Regions from separate parts of the Zea mays genome. Here region 2 is linked to region 1. A link is a contact called in public Hi-C data. All regions are on one chromosome and are shown on one strand. Each heading gives the region's core, a stretch centred on a gene start, on an enhancer-like site or on the middle of the called end of the contact. The rest is flanking DNA. Distances are from core to core; before and after follow the strand shown.

Region 1 (5,725 bases), core at 1,867-4,366:
TAGTAAGCTATAGACTTTATGTGGCTGTAATATTTAGACTTTATATGGTCAAATGATGCTAGTATTGTTTAGTATCCTATGGACATTATGTGATTGTACTATTTAGATATTATGTGGTTCAGATATATAGCCGGGCTTGGACCGACACGGCCTAACAAAGTCACGACTTGCTTTGGGACCAGATTGGACCACTATTTCTACTTTTTAGACTGACACGAGACGATCCAAATTTTTTAAAACTTTTTAGCCTGAGTCCGTTTGACCCGAAGCCTGGTAGACCTGGATTAGGCCGGCCTAGCCCAGCCCAATTACCAACACTAGTCTCGAGGGAGGAGGGACCCATGCGCGAAAAAGGACGTGTGATAGCTCTGTTCTATTTGGATCCAAACAAACATCCATACTGCTAGAATGGAGCGGTTCTATCCTACCAAACTATATATATATATATATATATATATATATATATATATATATATATATATATATATATATATATATATATATATATATATATAACCAAACACTACCTAGAATCCAGCGTTGCATCACGGTGAGGCCCCGAGGCCCAGTATAGGGCTGGACAAAATACTCGTGGCTCGATAACTCGCTCGACTCGTTTTTATTTTGTAGCGAGCTGAGCCAACATTGTAGCTCGGTGTTAAAATGAGCTAGCTCGAGCCAACTCGCGAGCTGGCTCGCGAGCCAACCACACAGAATGGGTCAGGCATAGCGCAAGTGCGCAACACGGTCACCTAAAGGCTAAAGCGGCCCACTCGGCAACTCCCTCCTAAGCCCACACGGCCACACCAGTCACCACACGCTAAGGCGCTAAGCCCACTCGGCCACACCACACGCAGTCGCACTCACGCAGACACGCTAAGGCACACATACAGACACAGCGGAATCCCGAATGGCGGCCGGACCGCCGGACGTTCTTCAAACCCTAACCCTAGCCGCCTAGCCGCCACCCGCCACCCTAAACCTTGCCGACGCTGGTGCAACCAGCCCAGACGCTGCGACGGTCCACCGCCGACCGCCGTGCGCCCGCGCACTGCGCACAGACGCTGCGAGCCTATGACGGCCACTGCTGACCGCCGTTGAAGTGATGGAGGACGAGCACCACAAGAAGGAAGTCCACAAACAAGTGCGTCCATCACCTGCAAGTCGCGGATCAAGGGTTAAAATAATGGGGAAGAAGCCATTACCATCAGCTATGCAAGGTAATCGTCGGCGGGGCCAAGTTCGTCGAGGTTCTGGCTCTCAATCGACAACTCAAATTCCTGTTGTGGTAGCTACATGTACATCTATAGAAAAGGTGTGTTCTGTGTTCACTAGCTAATGTTGTATTTGGACTGATCATTAGTTGAGAAATAATGAATTGGTTAATGTGCAGCATGTGAGAAATGAAGAAGAGGAAGAGATTTTGATCGACATGAATGATGAATTATATGATGATGCTGATGTGGGGGAGGAGGAAGGGATGATGATGATGATGCGGAGGAGGAGGAGGAGGGGGAGGAATCGGAGGGCAATCATGTGTCAAAGGCTCAGAAGACAAATCGAGGCATAAAAAGATTGAAGGTTCAGAAGACAAATCGAGGCATTTTCATGGCCAGGGAACTTTTGAGTCCTTTACTGTTTTTATTAAGAATCTAAAGTCTGAACTGTCATAAACTATTATCAGTGTTAACTGTTAATGTGTGATGGACTGATATACTCCTAGTCCTATGGGCTATGGCTATGGATAATGAAATATGGACTAATGTAGTCATGTTATCAGTGTGAATGTCTTAATCTACATGTTGTTACTCATGTTGTGTCATTGTGTGTGATTGAGAATTTAAATTCAACTTCTGCTGTTTTTTTTCAAGCCATGCCATGTTTTGTTATGTATGGCTCGCGAGTCAAACGAGCTGGCTCGAGCTACAAAACGAGTCGAGCTGAGCGTGGTTCCTAGCTCGCTACTTTATGGGGGTGTTTGGGTTGAGGAACCACTCCATCCAAAATTAAGTGGTGCATCATGAGTCCATTCCTTAAATTTGGTGGGATGACTCCATTCCACATATTAGTACTAATTAATTAACTATGAGGAATGGAGTGGTGATGTATCAACCTATTCATTCCACAAACCAAACAAAAAAGTTAGGAGTGAGAAGATGATGGACTAGCTCATTACTCAAACTAAACACCCCATTAACGAACCGAGCTGAGCTAGCTCGTTTGATTACCGAGCTATAACAAACCGAGCTGGCTCGATATCCACCCCTAGCCCATAGTACCTGTCGACGACGACCGATCAACCCACCCACCGCACCCATATATAGAGGCACGAAAAGACCCATATATTTATTAAAGCTACACTTCATTCCACACTTTCATATACTTGATAAAGAACACAAAGATAAAGATAATGCTAGTTAGATATTTTTTGTAGCTTTGAATTAGAGTGTGTGATGTAATTTTACTTTTGTTATAAACATTAGACAATAAACTGAACTTATGAACTTTGTATAGAGTTGATTATACTCTTTTTCCTTCTAACAAAATGATTTATAAACGAGCTAGTCATTGCATAGCTGTGGTAACTTTAATACAAATATTAAGTTTAAATTTGTTCAAATTTATTTGTCTTATCTTTTATTTGTTTTATTATTTTTTTGAATTTAGGGCTCTAATGTGAATTTTGGGCAAAAAACTGAATTTCGGGCCAAAAAATGAATTTCGGACCATAATGTGAATTTCGGGCTTTTATAATTTCGGGCCGTCCGAAATGAGCCCGGCACATTTAAGCAATTACGGGCCGGACCGTGGGCCGAAGGCTAGACTCATGGATCGGTCCGATACAACCCAAAATTCAAACAATACGGATCTTTTCAGACTTGGGCCGGACCGGACGCCCAAATATACACCTATATCGACGACCGATCAACCCACCACCGCACCGCACCGGCAGCACGACCACCCGGTTGCCTCCGGACCCCGGGCGAAACGGTCTCGTACTCGTCCTGGTCGTCCATCGGAGTATCGGACCATCGCCCTACGGCCCTACCCTTTCCCAGCCAAGCACACTGCACATCGCCACCCACCAGCACCCCAGTGTATACGTCGGCTGTGTCGCATGCCTCGCTCACTCGTCGTCGGCGACCTCGCCGTACCGGAGATGGCGCATCCGTACATGAAGAAGGACGACGACGACGAAGATGGTTATCCACCCCTCCACTCTCCCCCTCTAAACCCAACCTACGTGCCTCCTGCTGCTTTCCCGCGGCTACGATCTGAGTGCCTCTGCCCGTTCTAGTGTGCCGGATCTAGCGCGATCTCGTCGTATCTCCGTAATTCGTGTTGTTATCCGCGGCGGTAGTGGTGCTGCGGATTTATTTCCGAGACTTCGCTGGTTGGACAGATCGTCGGGGTTTATTTGGGAATTGGGGTGGGAGCTCGCAGTTATGTGGATCTGGACTGCGTTTGTTTACGGCGTCGTGCGACCTATCTAACCCAGTCAATGGAATCTGGGTTTTCCATCATTGGAGCTTCATGACTCACGAACAATATTCTCGTTTAGATCCCTTCCCTAGCCTATTTGCCTCCTTCCTGTAACACTACTATAGCCATGTTCCTAAGCATACCCCACTTTGTTTGAAATTAATCTGTCATCTGGTCTTTTTATAGATTCAATCCAATTAAGCTTGTAAAATGCTTCCAAGTTGTCTCATCTTTATTGACTGGTGGATGTTTTAATCAGTCGAGTATTCACCATTCTTTGGGATCGAGAAGGGGTCTGTTCTGCAGGAGGCACGAGCTTTCCATGATCCACAGCTTGATGTGAGACGATGTTCGCAAGTAAGAATTCCTTGCACTTTCTCCCATTTTGTCATTCTTTGTAACCTGAGTTTTTGAGACATAATTTGACCCTCTTATTTTCTTTGCTTTCTTCTCTGCTTCCTGCCCTGTTTGGAACTTTGTTGCAGGTCATCATCAAGCTATTATATTTACTTAATCAAGGAGAGACATTCACCAAGGTACCGTAGTAAAAAAATGCATAGTAGTAAAAGTTTTGTAGTTTCTGTGTGCACACATTTGTACAGAGAAGCAAAACTGTTTGATTGGGGAGAAAATTCAATTGTGCATGTTTCTGTTACAGGTTGAGGCCACGGAAGTCTTCTTTGCAGTAACAAAGTTATTCCAGTCTAGTGATGCTGGTCTTAGGAGGCTAGTGTACTTAATGATCAAAGAACTTTCTCCATCGTCAGATGAGGTTAAATAAATGATGTTTTCAGATGAATACAATGTTTTTGATGCCTTCTAATCTAATTAAAAGATGGTTGAGCTTTATGATTGTAATAGGTCATCATAGTCACAAGCTCATTGATGAAGGACATGAATAGCAAGACAGATATGTACCGTGCCAATGCTATTAGAGTTCTTTGTAGAATAATTGATGGTACCCTACTAACTCAAATTGAGAGATATTTGAAGCAAGCTATTGTTGACAAGAACCCAGTGGTTGCTAGTGCTTCTCTTGTTAGTGGCATCCACCTGGCCCAGGTACTAGCATAATTCTATGCATATATACCGATCTCTTGTTTAAGGTTGGTTAACTGTATCTTTTGTGAGTTTGTCTACACTCTACAGGCAAACCCAGAAATTGTGAAAAGATGGAGCAACGAAGTTCAGGAAGCTGTGCAATCAAGAGCTCCACTTGTCCAGTTTCATGGCCTTGCTCTTCTTCACCAGGTATACTTGTTCCATTGAGCCAGCCATTGGTTTCCTAGATGCTAAACCCACCAGACGGTCAGTCACCCTTTGATTAGCGTTTAGTTGGTGTGGACAATAAATTATATGGTTTAAACAGTTTGCACTGTAGCAGTAAATATGCATACAAACACTATAGTTACATACTAAATTTTTGAATGTTACTCGAGACATGCACACAGTTGCACAATATATCATAGACAATTAGACAGACATAATGACATAGATAGTAGACTTGCAGTTCTTGGTTCTCGCATAGTTAAATGATAAGCTGTTATTACGTAATAACATTACATTTGTGTCGGGGATCAGATACCCGGGCCCCAGGGGGCCACAAGTCAGAAGAGGAGTAGGGAGGGACCTGCCTGGGCGGGACCGCCTTCGGAAGACCCCCGCGCCCTGAGCCCAGGGGTCGGGCGAGGTGAAGCACGGTCGGAGGGCCAGAACGAATCGACAGGGAACCACTCAAGTGGATTCCGCGTCCGGTCATAAGACTGCTCTCGCCATCAATGCTCCGCACACCACATTAATTGTGCCTGGCACTGAGCCGCGGCGTTGAGCCGATCCGCCTACCACTCATGACCTACGAGTCCGAGGCCTGAGCCCCACTCATAACCTATGGGCCCTAGGCCTGAGCCCCCGACTCCCTACGGAGCACACAAGACGATGGAAGAAAGCTAGAAGGACAGACTAAAGGTTCGGCGCGAGAAGAGGCGAACAGGAGGAGTAATGATGGCGTTCAGACTCCCGTCGCAAGCACGCTTCCCCAACATATTTAAGATGAGCACGAGTCATATGAGGACAAATATCAACGAGGATTTTACCAAGAGAAAACCATTCCATTTTACCAGCGTAGCAGTTCCTTCCGATTGAAGATATCTGTAACCGCCCCTGCGGCCCCCTTCTTGATCTATAAAAGGAAGGTCGGCCCGACGAAGAAGAGAGACCGAATCCGAGAAGCACACTTGAGACA
Region 2 (5,990 bases), core at 155-2,654, 160 kb before region 1:
CAGGCATGGTGGTCTCTCCTGGTGTCGAGACGGGGTGCTCTGGTGTCCGGCGATGGAGCACACACATGTAGGGGCATAGGGGTTCTTTAGAAAATAGTCCAAGAGGGTAGAGAATTTACTCAAACATAGATGGTGGATTCAGATTTGATGTTAGCATATTAGTACCTTAATCAATTTTATATATACTAGATATGTTGTCTTTCATATATGTATATGATGTCAACATTTGAGGTCACGCCGACATGTTTTGCTAGGTCAACACTTCAATTGGCTCTATGATTATAAGACCTACTTGATTGTTAGTTCGATTTCAGCAGACCGTGCATATAGTCATGCAAAACACTGCTTCACACTATAGAGTACACTATTTATAGAATAGATTTTTGAAATAGGAAATGAAATAAGGGGTGAAATAGAAAAGTTGTTGGAGACAACCTTATTATCATAAATTGCATAAAGTCGACTAATTTTACTAAGTAAATAGGAGTACTAAATAAACTTCTGTCCGAAAATATGGTCGATTCATATTGGACAATATTGGTCCCTTGTTTAAAAGTGTGGTACTGCTACATAAATTGATCTAGAGGCGCTATCATAACTTTGCATAAATCTCTCTTCTTTTTTGGTCCTCCACTATTAATGTTGTAAAGTTCGCAACCGTATTATGCTCATGTACGTTATTTTCACACGCATTCGGGATGGAGATTTTATTCTTTAAGATATTTTGCTTTGCGCACCAGTTTAGCTAGCCTTTCCATTTTCCTCGTCCTTTTATCGAACAACAGGTTTTCTCAAAGATTAAACATAAAACATAGCCTTTCCGCTTGAAATCCCACAACCCAAAAAGAAAGTAAACTGGTTTGGAAGGCACGTAAAATTTTCAGTAAACTTCGTTGTGCTATATTCCATATTCCGATAGCTCACGTGCCAGCAGATCCTCTATTTTATTCTCTAACTTATTCTCTATTTTAAACTTTAATTTACAAATAATATTATGTTTGTTTCTAATTTTATCTGGTTTACGAAGATAGTCTGACACACTCCTATGCTAATGCATACCATTTCTTCATAAGGCAGCAGTTAGTAAAGCTGCAACCCGCGCTTTACTAACTGCTGCGTGTAAAAAAATCTTTCCAGCTAAAGTTCGGCTGTCATACGAATAGACGATGCTACGGAGCAGTGAGCCACAAGGTTCTAAAAGACTAAAACTACGAGAGTAACAATTTTATCCTTGAAGAAGGATCTAAACATAAAACACCCCCCGTGCAGTAAACTTTTTTCGACGCCACGCCACGGATGACCGGCCGTGCGCGGCATTTACCTCGGCATCCCTGTTAAAATCCCGGCAACTCCCTATATAACCCACCCGCCGCCGCCAGGCCACAGGCCAGAGACCGCCACCGCGCTGTTCCGAGCCCGCTAACCGCGACGGTTAAAAACGCGTACGGCATCGTCGCGTTCCCTCCTCCCAGTCCCCCCATCTCTGTCCCTGTCCCCCCTCCTCCTCGCCTTTTACCCCGCATCGCCTCGCCGCCTCCTGCCCGTCTCGCTGAAACCCTCTTGGTCACCGCCGTGGTCGATCCGACCCGGCAGTAGCCGCAGCATCCTACGAGGGCCGTTGGCGGGGTCGTCGTCGTCGTCGTGTTCGGCGGCGGGAATTGGATGCGCCACGGAGCGGGCGAGGGGACCTAGTTGAGTTGAATACGGCAGCGACGGGAGGACGTGATGCCGGGGGTGGCGTCAGCAGCGGGATCGGGGATCTGGTCGCGCCGGCGGGACGAGATCACGTTCGATCGCCTTCAGAAGGTACCGTCGCGTGCCCTGTGCTTCGTTCGTAGCCTGTGCTCGATCTGGGTGATGTGGATTGGGGCTAGGTCGGTCCTGCTGACTCGGCGTTGTTTCTGGGACGAAGCTGGTGCCCTGCCCCTCCGCCTGGATTGTTTGGTTGCTCTCAGCTCCTGAGTCGCGAAAAGCTGCATGGCATGTTGGTTGGGCACTGGATTTAAGGAAATCATTTGCTGGGTTCGGAATTTGTTTATTTATTGATGAGTCTAGGATTCATTAGTGCGGCAAATTCTGTTGGTGGAGTTCAATCAGGTTACGCGTGTTTCTGCTTCTGATAAACATACGTGCTAACTTTGACCTTTTGTAGCAGTTCATTTGTACTGTCTTTGCGTTAATTCCAGTGCATTGCTCTGAAGATATGGTGAGCCCGTGACGGTATAGCTGCACTTTTGGTTCGTACCTGGATGTGGTGGCGGGGTTGGGGGGAGTGCTAGCCTGCTAGGTTGAGGTTCTCATTCTGCTCTGTAGTATGAAATTTGACTGGCTTGTGCTGTTTTCGTTTTGTAGTAGTGTTCGTTTCAAACAATTCAGGCACTTGATTTGAGAATTGAGTGTTCTGTCCTGATGTTTAATTTGAGGGGCCTGTAAAAGTTCTGCTCTGGCATCTGGCAATAATGCCTGTCAAATGTCAATGATGCCTGGTAGGAATACTTGTTATGAAAAAAAAATGCCATGGAAAGGTAGGAATGTAAACTGCAGCCTCAAAGAGGAATGCATAATTCAAAAACTTTTATCAAGTTGCTATGAAATGAAAATTCCAGGCTGTGATGGACTGATGGGTCTTAGTTAATTTCAACGAAACCGTGAATACTTCACTCTTAAATCTTAGCACTTCCTATTATTTCTTTCACCGTAGCAGGTATAGTTGCAAGTAGAATCATACTAGATAAAACTGGTGATTGCACTCAAATAATTAAAACAAGTTTTAGCCCATTCCATTTTGGCACTGTCACATGTTTTGTAATCTTCTTCAAGGATTGTGCCATGTCCTTTATGATGACCTTTCGTTTGAATTACAACAGCTTGCCTCACCATCACCTTTATTTGAGTTTGTAAATGTAACATTGCATCACTCTTGAATAGGATGTGATTGATCGTTATTCTGTAAGTAATGTTCTTGTTAAACTGTTTCTGTCATCAAGTTCATTATACTGGATATTATTGTTCAGCAACTAAGTTCTCAATTGAGGAACTGACTACTTTATGGTTGTGAATTGATTTTATTCAGTTCTGGGATGACTTGCCTCCTCAAGCACGGCAGGAACTCCTCAAATTGGATAAGCAAACTCTCATTGAACAAGCACGCAAGAATTTCTACTGCTCAAAGTGCAATGGGTTGCTTCTGGAAAGTTTTGCAAAAATTGTTATATATGGGAAGTCATTGCAGCAAGAAGCTTCAGATATTTGTCGCCTGAGGACAGCTATTGAATCAAGAGTTACGCAAGGAGAGCAAGATGGGGCTCAGGACCCATCAATTCATCCCTGGGGAGGCCTTTCAACCACAAAAGATGGCTTCCTTACACTTCTTGACTGCTTTATAAAAGCAGAATCATTATGTGTGCTTCAGAATGTAAGTGTGCAGTAACTTGGGCTTCTTACTTTCTATCTGTGCTTTGTTGGTGACTATATGATTAATAAATAATTTTTTATTTTGTATATTGGTCTTTTGTGTTACTTTGTGAAGAAATCAGTAAATATGATCATGGTGTTTATTCTGAAGTTTTAGTTCTAGGTTGGTCATTAAACCCTCCAGTAGCCTAATGCACTTCGGCCTTGGAAATTTAATCAGGTATTTGACAATGCACGGGCAAGAGAAAGGGAACGGGAAATGCTTTATCCTGATGCCTGTGGTGCAGGTGGCAGAGGATGGATCAGCCAAGGGATGGCTAACTATAGGGGTCATGGAATAAGAGAAATGTGTGCTCTACACACTGCCCACCTTTCATGTGATACACTCGTGGATTTCTGGTCAGCGCTTGGTGAAGAAACTAGGTCATCTCTTCTGCGGATGAAGGAGGAGGATTTCATTGAAAAACTTATGTACAGGTGAGCATAGGCATTTGGATTACCAACAAAAAGTAACCAAGTGAACTAGTGAGTTAATAACAAGCTGAAGTTTTGTGTCCAAGAAAATGCAATGGAATCCTTAGAAGGAACCGTGCAAGTACTCGTAAGCTGCTCTGAGCCTCTCTGAGGACTGATTGGAATTTTAAATATGTGTTCATGTGATGTGATCGGAACTGCTACTTCCTTCCGCTTCTTTGCCGCTTCCAGATTTTCTTGCTATTGGTGCTGGCTGGTTGGTGTTTTTGCAGCTGCAGCCAGCAGTGCTGCAGCAGCAATCTCAACTAACCAGAGCAAAGAATGCTTGAATAGTAGTATATGTCATTACACATAGGGTAAGAATCTGATGATTTTTGTGATATTACTGATTAATTCTGTCTTGTACTGGTCGACGTTCAATTAACTTTTTCCCCTACTAGTCCTAGTCTGCTATCTGCTGGGATTTCTCTAGCAACAGCCTATATACCAGGTTAAATTTCGAACATTTCAGTGGAAATTTGTGAACAGGTTTGATAGCAAGAGATTTTGCCGAGAGTGTCGAAGGAACGTTATCCGCGAATTCAAGGAGCTGAAGGAACTAAAGCGCATGCGAAGGGAACCTCACTGCACCAGTTGGTTTTGTGTTGCAGATACTGCGTTTCAGTGTGAGGTGAGGATGCCTTCCTAAAACCCACCTCACCAACAAAATTTCCATTTGATTGCTTGGTGCCTTATGGACACTTCCTATGTGAGTCAAATCTGTCTGCTCTGATTTTCAGGTGTTTGAGGATGCTGTCATAGTTGATTGGCGCCAGTGTTTATCAGAGCCAGATGAATCTTATGACCACTTTGAATGGGCTATTGGAACAGATGAAGGAGAATCCGATATTTTTGGCTTTGAAAATGTTGGAATGAATGCACAAGTCCACAGAAATGGAATCGATCTTGATCAGTTTGAGGACTACTTCATAACACTGCGAGCTTGGAGGCTTGATGGCCAGTTCACAGAGCTGTGTGTAAAAGCACATGCATTGAAGGGTCAATCATGTGTCCACCACAGGCTAGTGGTTGGTGATGGCTTTGTGACTATGACAAAGGGTGAAAGTATTAGAAGTTTCTTTGAGCATGCTGAAGAGGCCGAGGAAGAGGATGTATGTTACTTGTCACCTGCCATTTATGGCTACATCTTTAACTGAGATAGACATAAATAGAGCATTCTTTTGTTGGTGTCAAAAGATATTATTCTGACCGATGAAAATATGTGCAGGAAGATGATGACATGGACAGGGATGGAAATGATTTTGATGGTGATGGTGCCCATCCACAGAAGCATGCCAAGAGCCCTGAACTGGCAAGAGAATTTCTTTTGGATGCTGCTGCTGTGATATTCAAAGAACAGGTACTAACAAAAAAGTACTGCAATATTTGAAAATCAGTACTTGATATAATGGTTTTAACTTTCAACTCAACCGAAGGAAAGCAACTTGATTTTTTTTCCATTTTTGTGAACCTCAGCTCACAATTAAGATGGCTTAACTAGCTGTATATTCAAGCTCAAATACTCTAGTTGGACCAGTTCACTAAGATATATTATCTTCTGAATGTAGAAAGTATATCAAATTATCAATTTATGTGGTTCCTGCGCGAAGACTTCTACAAGTGTTCTGTAGAATAATGAAGTGTTTACAATATATAGACTCAACTCTAACTCTAATGGGTCGGCAGCCCAACAGTGGTGTCGGCCCACACACACTCACACACATAGTCTAACATCCCCCCGCAGTCGCAACGGGGGCACCACACACGATGGGACTGGAGTAGAGGCCGAAGGTAGAAGCCGACGGGTTAAAATTCCCCCGCAGCCGCAGTCATGATGGTGCGGATGTTGCGGCTGGAGTAGATACCGGTGTGTGCTCTAAGAAGACAATAGCCCCTAGATGTCGAGGTAGCCGAAGTTGAGGTGGTCGCGGTTGGGAGACACGCAGCAGAAGCCTGTTCTTCGGGAGGGGTCGACGTTCGAGTGTCAACGGTCGGCAGGGCGACATAACAAAAGAGCAGCAGCAACCTCAGGGCCTTCTTGCTTCGTTCCGCGATCGGTCGTC

Evidence for each region. A called contact is a pair of places that touch in the nucleus more often than the background predicts.
Region 2: a contact with region 1 is called in a Hi-C map of endosperm, with 1.7 times the contacts expected there. The contact joins the promoter of LOC103633237 here to the promoter of LOC100279780 in region 1. A contact is called at or near these places in 2 of 25 Hi-C or Micro-C datasets (ear and endosperm).

What each region holds. Positions count from the first base shown.
Region 1 is chr1:30,750,809-30,756,533 of Zm-B73-REFERENCE-NAM-5.0, reverse strand. It overlaps LOC100279780, which reads left to right and starts at 3,116. Exons shown (of 18, transcript NM_001152738.1): 1 at 3,116-3,203; 2 at 3,743-3,840; 3 at 3,969-4,019; 4 at 4,142-4,255; 5 at 4,345-4,545; 6 at 4,633-4,734. The coding sequence starts at 3,119.
Region 2 is chr1:30,906,945-30,912,934 of Zm-B73-REFERENCE-NAM-5.0, reverse strand. LOC103633237 reads left to right here and starts at 1,404. Exons shown (of 8, transcript NM_001346827.1): 1 at 1,404-1,806; 2 at 3,074-3,415; 3 at 3,635-3,891; 4 at 4,417-4,558; 5 at 4,668-5,039; 6 at 5,156-5,287. The coding sequence starts at 1,726.